Linked DNA regions of Hermetia illucens: region 1 is linked to region 2. Evidence: chromatin contacts called from public Hi-C data. All regions are on one chromosome and are shown on one strand. Each heading gives the region's core, a stretch centred on a gene start, on an enhancer-like site or on the middle of the called end of the contact. The rest is flanking DNA. Distances are from core to core; before and after follow the strand shown.

The links. Hi-C and Micro-C count contacts between places; a contact is called where the count stands out from the background.
Region 1: a Hi-C map of whole body shows a contact between it and region 2, with 5 times the contacts expected there. The contact joins the promoter of LOC119660586 here to the promoter of LOC119659251 in region 2. A contact is called at or near these places in 2 of 2 Hi-C or Micro-C datasets (an unstated tissue and whole body).

Annotation. Positions count from the first base shown.
Region 1 is chr6:67,754,342-67,759,782 of iHerIll2.2.curated.20191125, reverse strand. LOC119660586 (GATA zinc finger domain-containing protein 11) reads left to right here and starts at 3,202. Exons shown (of 6, transcript XM_038069255.1): 1 at 3,202-3,330; 2 at 5,441.
Region 2 is chr6:67,210,933-67,215,771 of iHerIll2.2.curated.20191125, reverse strand. It overlaps LOC119659251 (calcium uptake protein 3, mitochondrial), which reads left to right and starts at 3,527. Exons shown (of 11, transcript XM_038067237.1): 1 at 3,527-3,867. The coding sequence starts at 3,652.

The DNA of each region.
Region 1 (5,441 bases), core at 1,953-4,452, 540 kb before region 2:
CTCCAGACATCCCGGTTTTGCGCCTAGGTCCACCAATTCGATATCCCTAAAAGCTTTCTGGCGTCCTGACCTACACCATCGCTCAACCTCAGGCAGGGTCTGCCTCGACTTCTTTTTCTACTATAGATATTGCCCTTATAGACTTTCCGGGCTGGATCATCCTCATCCATACGGATTGACCCTATGGTGAGACGTTTCAAGCGGAAAAGTTTTTGTAAGCTGAAATATGCTCTGTTGGCTGCCAACAACCGTGCGCGAATTTCTTCACCGTAGCTGTTGTCGGTTGAGATTTTCGACTCTAGATAGGAGAAGTTATCAACGGTCTCAAAGTTGTGGTCTCCTATCTTTATTCTTCTCGTTTGACCAGTGCAGGTTGATGTTGCTGGTTGGCTGGTTTTTGGTGCTGATGTTGCCACCATATACTTTGTCTTGCCTTCATTGATGTGCAGCCCAAGATCTCGTGCCAATTGTCGCCTGCACGATCTGCATGAAGTTTGTACGTCTCGGGTCGTTCTTCCCATGATGTCGATATCGTCAGCATAGGCCAGTGCGATTTCAGTACCAGCTTTACACGTCGCTGGAATTCGGACAGCAGAACATCCTTCAGATCACCAAATCCTCCTAATGACCTTTTTCGGATGGCTTGAATTCGACACTTGTCTAATCCAAATTCCATACGAATATCACGGCTAAACATATCTGCTGTTCGCAACGGATTCCTAAGGTGGTCATCAGTACCAGCATACAGCTTGATGTGATCTAAGTACATCAAGTGTGTCAGCTCACACTTAGCACGTAGCCATATTTTATTGCGAAACCATGCCCTCTAGCATCATTCAGTAGCCACGAAAGGAGGTTCAGTGCCATGCTTGTCGCCAAAAACTTTATTAGTTTGGGATTAATGTAATACAGACCTAACACATCGGTTAACCTTGGCATAATCGATATAACAACTAAAGTGTTTTTTTTTACGTCTGGTTGCATGTCCTACAACTACCGAGTCGATAATGATTTGCTCTTTGCAACCCCTTGGGCCAATTCGGCAACCCTTCTGGTCCTTGGACAAATTCGACAGATTGCTGCTGCTGTTTCTGCTTTTTTGTGTCCAGATTTTCAACTACGGGTGTCTCACAGGGGATGGCATAGTTCCGGTAAACCCTCTGCACTGCATTGCCAGCGCTGATCTGAATCAGTCTAGCAATGTCCTGCCTTAGTGAGTCCCGCCGACGTTCCAGACGAATTCTCCATGGTGGATCTCTTTGGTCACTCAAACCAATAACACGAAAGCGAATCTTCTGACCGTGCAATCTGACAGCCGCAACTGCACCACAATACACAAGTGATTGTATAATAGTTGCAGCAGCGACATGTCAGCACACAGCCGAGATGCAATCTCATGATTGATTTGAGATGGAATTCCCGGAGTTGCTGGAGATGCATAGAGCCTGGGAGTACCTGTTCTACCTACAGTGCGGCATGGTGTTATTGATGCCGTCGCCCCTGATCCTATCGGCTCTTGGTCACCAGTTTCCCCGACGACCCTAAGTCGAACACACTCCCTGATGGTGGCCGGGATTGAGTCGCTGCGAGTAATACTGGATTGCGAGTCGCTGCACAGTCACGTACGCGAATTGCGGGAAACGCTCGATGAATCTCTGGTGCAACAAGGGGTGATAAGATGTTGTACGCGAGCCTGCCATTATTTCGTAGTAGGAGCGGATCATAAAGGGGTTCATTTGTTTCTCCTCCATCCGCTGCTTACGCGAGCCTGCTGAAGTGGTCGCCACAGGCTATGGCGAACAGCTGTAGCAGGCGGGGCAACACTTTTGGACGCCGTGCTGTTAATTACGAGAGCCCGACCCAGTCACCAAGTCAGATGATTCCTGCGGGTTATTTGCATCGGACCCTAAGTTTCTCTTTCTTCTCGTAGATGGATTTTCATTTTATACCTAACTGCAGGTGTGGTGATAGCTCCTTTTTGCAAATGTAAAAAAAAGTCATTTTGAGAAAAACGCGTTTGAGAATAAAATTGTTTGCAAAGTCGCCTTTTGAAGATGAAAGCATTTCTCACTCTTAATTAGAAATAAAATGCAATTACAACAAATGCAAATATACTCGTAAAACGCACTGACGCCAAGCATTTATAAATACGTTATTTACATAGCGCTACAAGATTACGTAAGGGCATAAAAGGGCTAACTTCTGGGCGCTCGTACCTGAGCCTGTACCTGATAGTCCTCATGAAATCTAAAGGAACGCAAATTTCGCTTTGAAATTTCTGCAGCATATTTTGGGTTAGCTCAATTGACGATCCAAAAAAACGATTCAAAAAACCTCCTAAGGCGTTTACCATTCTAATTGCTAAAAAAAATTATGGATACTGAAATCAAGGCATTAATAAAAACAATGCAACGAAAACTGCAAAGATGCTTACTCAGCTCGAAAGCACGTACACCGGGATTCCCCGGAGATGCCATGATTTCCGGAATCATTCAATGATTGCCCACCGCTAGCAGTTCCGTTTTCATCTGAAGACTGTCCGCAAAAATGCAAGCTCCAAAGTCCGCAGCACCATCACGACTGCTTCTTAGAATCAATAAAGCGTGGTCGTTACGAATAAACATTTTGTCAACTTCCGCTTCGCACCCGTCAGCGTGCTCGCCTTGTGGTTCCAATCCTCCGGGAAGAAGGTCACGTAGTCCACGAATCGTGAGCACAACAAGTTTCATCACATTGCGGCCAGTAACGTCACTCGCTTGGCAAAAATTCGGAAAGTGGGTGACGAATCGACCGAACGCCGCCAGTAATTATCGCCAGCCACCCAGCACCGTGCGAATATTCGAAAACAAGTTTCGCGTGACTTCCATGCCCGCCGCGCGACGTACGCTTCTACGCCGGCTTACATCACGAGTAGCGAGCCTCCTCGCGCAACATGTTGCACAGAGCGGAGGTGCAAACCCGATGCTTCGATCCACTGCACTCGGCTGCAGCTCGTTGCACAAGTGCATATCGGGGTCAACAACCGGGCGCGCGATGCACCGAGCGCTTCTCAAACCCACACCGCCTGCGTCACATCCAACTTCCCCTCCGTGTGCAGGGATTCTTATCAAATCGATGACGCGCTGTGGCGTCCCAATTGGGAGACAAGTCGGGCAGTCGGAGACCGGCACAGCGATAAGAAAATGCCACTCAGTCCGTTCTCGGCAACCATTGAGGTTGTACGCGATTGATTGTACGTGGGGTCTGTGCCGGAGACGCTTCGCGCTGACGCTCACGTCGACGACACTGTCGAAGTTGCGGTAACTGAACGGAGATTTTCGCGAGATTACGGTTGGTGGAGTTTTCCTCTCGATTTTGACGGGGGTTGGGGCTCCCGTGGGGTAGCTGCGAATGCGAAACTTGGTGGCGATTTTCATTCAGCTCAGTCGCACGGCGATCTGAGACTCAAACCGATCGGTATCAAGCGGGAACGCGACCAAGCCGGGAAGTCGGGATACCTCCAAGGACTTTGAATTCGTGACGAAAATCTTAGCCAGCGTTTTTTGCAATAATTCCGAATGTTTCGATAGAGCTCGTTGCAGTTGGGACAGTCTTGGGATTGGGGAATTATTTCCTTTTCCGTTAACGGACCGGCGTTGCTGCGACTCTGCGGGAATTGAAAAATCGTGTCCTTCACGCGAAATCTCACTCAACCATTTAGGATATGCGAGGGATATTCGGGGGACGTGATCCTTAGCTGGAAGTCCAGGTGGCGGGTTCCTTCTACGCCGAAATTGGATCCGAATTGCGCAACAGCCACACGTGGAGGGTGTTCTCCAGAGCGAACGCCGGTCGTTCACCTGCCAATCAAACGTATCTCTGTTTGGCCACTCGGCAATTCGCACTTGTTATGAGTTTGATAATTTCGTAATCAGCCAAGAGACCTGTACTTTCGGCAGAGCGTTCACCTTTTTCTGTTTTGAGTGCTTTCAGGGGAGGCCTAGGACGTCGCACGTAGTAGGTTACGGCCCAAGTCCAGGAGCCCTGTTTGGCTGAAGGAATACTTGCGGCAGAGTTGTTGGTTTGGCAGCCCAGTAAGGCTGCTTCCCAGGCGGATAGTAAGGTCAGGAAATTCCAAAAGGACATTTTTCAATTCAAAGTGGATTGTCTGAGCATTTTCCGGGTTTCATGGATTTTTTTTTCGTCTCGCAGCATTTGGGGTGTAAGAGCTGGATCTTGTCTGCTGAACTAGGATTCATTCTGCCAACTCTGTTTAGTGTCCTGGATTTCCCGTTGCTTCGATACTGACGGAGTTCGCAGTTTTCTTTTTGAGCCGCAGACCTGTTTGATGTTGAGAAGTGGAAGCGTTTCTTCTATGCATTTGCATATTTCTGAATAAGGACAAGTTCCCGAAGAGTCCTTGGTAGGCCAGCTGTTTCTTCTAGGTCTGTAGAAGCCCCGCGACTAATTTGGAGGATCCGAAGGGAGTCCAACTTCCCGTACTTGAAAATTTTTCGATAGAATTTTTTCTTCTATATCTGAGGGTCCTGCTGGGACTGATGAAATGTATTCGGTTTTTGAATAGATTGAGGAGTGGACCGCCAGCATCATAGCAGCTGACACTAGTGACAGGACTCAGCTCCACAAGTACGGAGAAATCCCCGGTTTATTTGCAACCTTCACTTCCCTTTCCTCAAACATTTTTCCAGGGCCTTCCGTGGGGTGGACACCCCAGTCATCCGCAATTTTCGAACTTCTGCACAGCCGTACCTGGAGGAAGATCAGAAATCGAAAGTGGGTGGTGAAACCACGATGTCGCGAAAACGTCGCCGCCGATGGTAGTCCGACAAATCTGGGACATCCGCGGAAGATAGAAATCGCGACAAATGTCGCTTTCGTTGCAAATTTCCCATTGAGTTTTCCTGATCGGCGACTGGGACGAGGTTTTCCGCGAGCAGAACGTTGCAGTTGCCGGTCGGATGCGTGCGACACACCGCACCGGTCCACGGCCAGTGCAGCAGCCAGTGTTGGGCGGCCGTTCGCCCGTCAAGTGCGTTTTGGGCCAAGCGTCGGAGCGAGCGTGTGTGGAAAAGGTTCTTCAGTGCGTGCTTGATTGCGTGCGTAAGCGGACGAGATCGTTGGACGGAAACTAAAAGAGGACGAAGTGACACGATTTGCGAGCGACTGACAAAAAAGTGCCCCCACCACGCTACCACCCCAACCCCGAAAATCAGACCGCGAGAAAACAGAAAAATTACCCGAACGGCCGGTTGCCCCCTCGCGCGCAGAACGACTCAAAAAAGTGAGTGAGTGTCCGCGCGGAAATCTCAGACGGTCGACGTCTTCGCGAAATCTGCAGTTTTTCTTTTTCCGTTCGATTTTCTTTTTTTCAGTTTTCCTCTTTTCCGTCCGTTTTTCAACTCTCATTTTTGCCACTCAAGCGAATTGTTTTATGTAACAGG
Region 2 (4,839 bases), core at 2,278-4,777:
ACCCCCACTTTGATTCATCTCAGGTGGTCCATGGGTTTCACGTAATAGCTTGCATGGACCAGTTCCCTAAGGACTAAGGACTTTCTCGGTTCGTGTATCGCTAAGATCAGCGACACCTGGGAGGGTGTTAAGCTCAAAATCATCCCTTACGACGAGATTCCCAGGAGACCGGTCGCTCGCACCTGGTTGCCGAAGATCCGCATGGAGAAGGATAAACTCGTCCATTTCCTGCGCCTTCCCAACCCCGGGATTCCCTTGGACGACTGGGTTGTTATTAAGGAGGTGGAACCTCAGACAAACAGCCAGCCTGTACTACTCCGCATAAACGAGGAGTGCGTGGAGGCACTGAAAAAGGCCGATTATAAAGTGTGGTTCGGAGTCAGGAATACCAAAGTAAAAGTGTTCCGCTTTGCAAAACCGGACGACGACCTAGAACCAATCGACGACGCCAACGAGCTGTTGGAGGAGATGACGATTGACGGTCCGACGGGGGCTGACAAACCCCCCACGCAAGCAGATCATGCTGAGGGTAACGCAGATAAATCTGCAGCACTAGAAGTGCGCCTCGGCTAATCTGCTCGTCTTCCTTTTAGAGGAAGACATCGACATCGCATTCATGCAGGAGCCCTGGGTCGGAAGCGACCGGACCATCAAAGGGCTTCAAAGCAAATATTTTAATTTATTAGACAGCACAGGAGACGCTGATCAGGATAGACCTAGAACATGTATTCTTGCGAGGAAGAGTCTGCACGCTTTCCTGTGCCGGGACCTGATTTCCAGTGACCTAGTTGTGGTCAAGCTGGAGCAGGTGGGGGCAGGGAACGTGTATATTTCCTCGGCTTACATGGCTCATGACCGATCAGCTCCGCCAGAAGAACTACAACATCTGACGAACACCACAACAACAAAGAAAGCCAACCTGCTGATAGGCTGCAACGCGAATGCAAGGCATACGCTTTGGAGCAGCTCCGAAATCAACGAAAGAGGTGCGTCATTCTTTGGTTTTATTATTACTTCAAATCTATGGGCTATAAACAGCTTCTCCGCATATAAATCTCCAGGCCCAGATGGGATAATACCAGTCATGCTATAGAAGCAGCCGGAAAGGGTTGTTCCGTGGCTTGCTGAGATTTACCGGAGCTGCATCTCTTTAGGATACACACCGCAGTTCTGGAGGTGCGCACAAGTGGTTTTCATACCGAAAGCGAGCAGGCGCGGTCATGAGTCCGCGAAGAACTTTCGTTCAATTAGCTTGACCTCCTTCGTGCTGAAGACCCTAGGGTACGTCTTGAACATCCACTTAAGGACAATACCTCAAAGGAAAATCCACAGAGGTAATTGACACAATTGAGCGGTCACTGTAGTACAAGCAGTGCAGGCAGCTGCCTTCTTGGATATAGAGGCGGCTTTTAACAACGTAAGTACGCTATCAAGGAAGCCTTGACCAGTATTGGATTGGAAGGGTATCTTACGTATTCGATTATATCCATAGCTATGTACCAAGAAAATCCAGTTGGATCTGGGAGGCAACCACTTGACGGGAGCTGTAAATAGAAGCATGCTCCAAGGTTGCACCATCTCTCCGGTGCTCTGGTTAATAGTAATGAACGAAATTTTACGAATATTGGAGAGCAACGAAGTGAAGGTGGTGGCGTATGCCGACGATTTGGTGATATTAGTGTCAGGGGTGCTGTCGTCTATTATGAACAATATCATGAAAGGAGCGCAACGCTGTGCCTGTGGTCCGCAAGATGTGGACTCGGCATAAATCTAACTAAACTGATGCCATTCACCACTTGAATGAACAAAGATTGGTTCTTTCCTCTAATGTAAAGTATCTGGGTGTAACTCTGGATCCAAAGCTAAATTGGAGATTGAACATAGAACTGAGGGTTTAGAAGGCCTGGATAGCCTTTTATGCCTGCAAGACAAACTTTGCAAAGGAATGGGGTCACCGGCCGAGAATGGTTCTCTGGATGTACACCGTTGTAGTGCGTCCGATCCTAACTGCAGCTGCTCTATTGTATGGTGGCAGGCCTTGAGCAAAAAATACAATAGGATTCAAAGAACCACGTGTGCAAGAGGAGAGCGTCACGAGAAAGTTTGCTGTGGACTTTCCAATCAGGGCAATGTAGAAGACCGGCATCGTGTTGCAAGGTTATGACTCAGTATTCTTTACCGATGGATCAAAGAAGCTCTCTGGAGTCGGCGCAAGGGTTTTCTCTAATAGACGCAGTGTATCCGAGTCGTATGGTCTACCAGGTTTCGCTAGTGTATTCCAAGGGGAAGTACTGGCGATATTGAAAGTCTGTCGATGGCTGGAGGGAGATCCGAGCCCCAAGCGGAAGATAGCTATTTTGATCGGCAACCAAGCGGTCATCAAGGCATTGTACTCAGCGACGACATCCTCTAACCTGGTGGGACAGTGCAGAGATGCGGTGAACCGTATGGGTCACACGCTCAAGGTCACCCTCCTTTGGGTTCCCGGACAGGAACATAGAGTGGAATGAACGAACTGCCTGATTGGCCAGGCGAAGCTCTGCTCTTGGCAGCCCTTCGGTGAATATAGTCGACTTTTTGCTGGCGGCTATCAGGGGTGGAGGCAACTCGCACTACTTAGCAGCCTCGGGCCTTAGATGGCGAAGGCTTACGAGCGTTGGCGAAGCTGCGGAGGAGTCAGGCTCTGGGGACCTCGGAGAGATTTCTAGCTGCAGGATGAGAGAGCTGCTTTCCTTTGTGAAAGCTACGAACCGGCTCTGAAGATCCGAGCCGACTGGACTCTGCTTCCCTGCTCTCACAATAGCAGTCACGGTCTTAGACAGCAAGAACTACGACGAAAACAAGAAAGGGAGAGAACCATAATGAGCCGCAGTTAAAAGCTGATCCAGCCCCACGACCCAATACTTTATAGGAGTTCCGTGGGGAGAGTGGAATGAGAAGGAGGTGGTTTTAGTGAGTAGAAGTCTCACATAGCTGCATGGCAGGAACCAGCAGTACGTTTTGAACCTTTCCACCTTCCAACCCAGAGGAAAAAAGACACAGTTTTACACAAAACCTTAAAAAGCATCCATCCTGGAGTTCGGTAATATTTGTACGATGGAATATTTTATATTCTTAGCTATGTATGACTTGGAAAACGTGCATAGAAAGCGCCTCACATAAGGTGAATATAAAACTAGTTTCAGATATCCCGATTTATTTATTGAGTTATGTGGTCTTAACCATTATTTCTTGAGAATTATCTAATATAACTTTCTATATAATATGTTAGTACGGGAACCATTTCTCCTCCTCCCATATTGCGTGCATTTCTCATGCCCACACATTTCGTTGGACTATTTAATCCGAATCACGTTACTCTCTAATTCCACTTGGTTCAAATTCCATACCACTATCACGAAAATCAGCTGTTCGGTTACGTCATCATTAGAATGTTATTTTCGAACCGGGGCTAAGCACGTGGTCTCTCTGCACCTGCTGCACATCGCTCATATTCGAAGTTGCGCTCATTTTCGAACATCAGTCTCTCTAGAGCTCTCTGTCTCTCTACGGTCTATTCCCCGCCGCGGGTGACCGGGCCGATGCTAATTTCGCGCACCTGATTCACGCTGAACTGACTCACGCCAAAAATAGAAAAGTTCCCCAACAAGAATGGCGTCCGTCGGTCAACTGTCAAATCGTGGTCGCGTTCTTTTCCGAAGTTTCCGGGGTTCCGTGCGGAATTACACGCAATGGCGCGGCGCAAAACAATTACCGAAAGATAGCGGCAAGTGTGCAGTGTTGGTAGCCGGCGGCCTGGTCGCGTTTTCCATAGTGAATTACACAAATTCCAAGCCCCACCAGGCGCTCAATGTGAAGAAAATCAAGGTAAGTAGGGGATGGGGCGACGGATGGTATAGAGCCGTCTCGCTCTGGCTTAGCAGTAAGATGTAAACAATCCGAATGTGTCAAGTGTAAACGACCGGACCGTGACAGTCAGCTGATCGCTAGTGTAACGTATTTTGGTGCATTTTGTGAATTTGGTTTTGTTTACGAAAATGATTTGAATCTTTTTGGTGTCATTCATTTGCTTGAAAAGAAAATTTTATTCTGCCGAGAATGAATGAACGCGAAACTTAAATGAACGAACTTTCAAGGCGAAGGTTGTCAAGCCTTTTCCTTGGAATTAGCGGCTTAGAACAAACATTTCCGCGTACATTTTGCAAACTTCATTGACGCATGGAAATATTTCGTAGTCATGTTTGTGGTTTTGGATTTGGGATAGTACGTTCCGTCTACGTTCATAAAGAACAGTCAGGTGAAGCCGGAACTAGCGATGATGATATATGTAAATCATTTTGATTAATTGGCGATTGCCTTGGTTGTTATTACGCCACTTTTTATGAGTGGTGCAGTCCTATTTTTCTGGCAAAAAACGCATGCCATCTCTACGATATTCTTCGTTACCTCGTCAGCCCGACATGACAGGACATTATCGACCTTCTACTTGCCTCCTTCTTCAAATTCAGGGCCATTTGTTCAAGGTCCAGAACTCGGTAGTTTAGTTTACTGGGGGGAGCCGCAGCTCCGAGCACTCAGGCCATTGTTCGGCCCATTGTACTATCCCCGTAAATAGCCTATTCAATGATCTCCCGCGTGCGTTCTTCGCAGGCTTTAGCGAATCTGAGAACATTCTCCAGAGGCAGAGAGTGTTCAGATTCTTCATTGAAGCAAACCTTGCCAAGGTGTCTTCGTCTGAGATCTGAGGATGCCGGGCACGTGCATAAAAAGTGCAGGCCCATCTCCTCCTCCTCATATTGGCTGCACATAGCCGAAACCACTACCCCGATCTTTTCCATA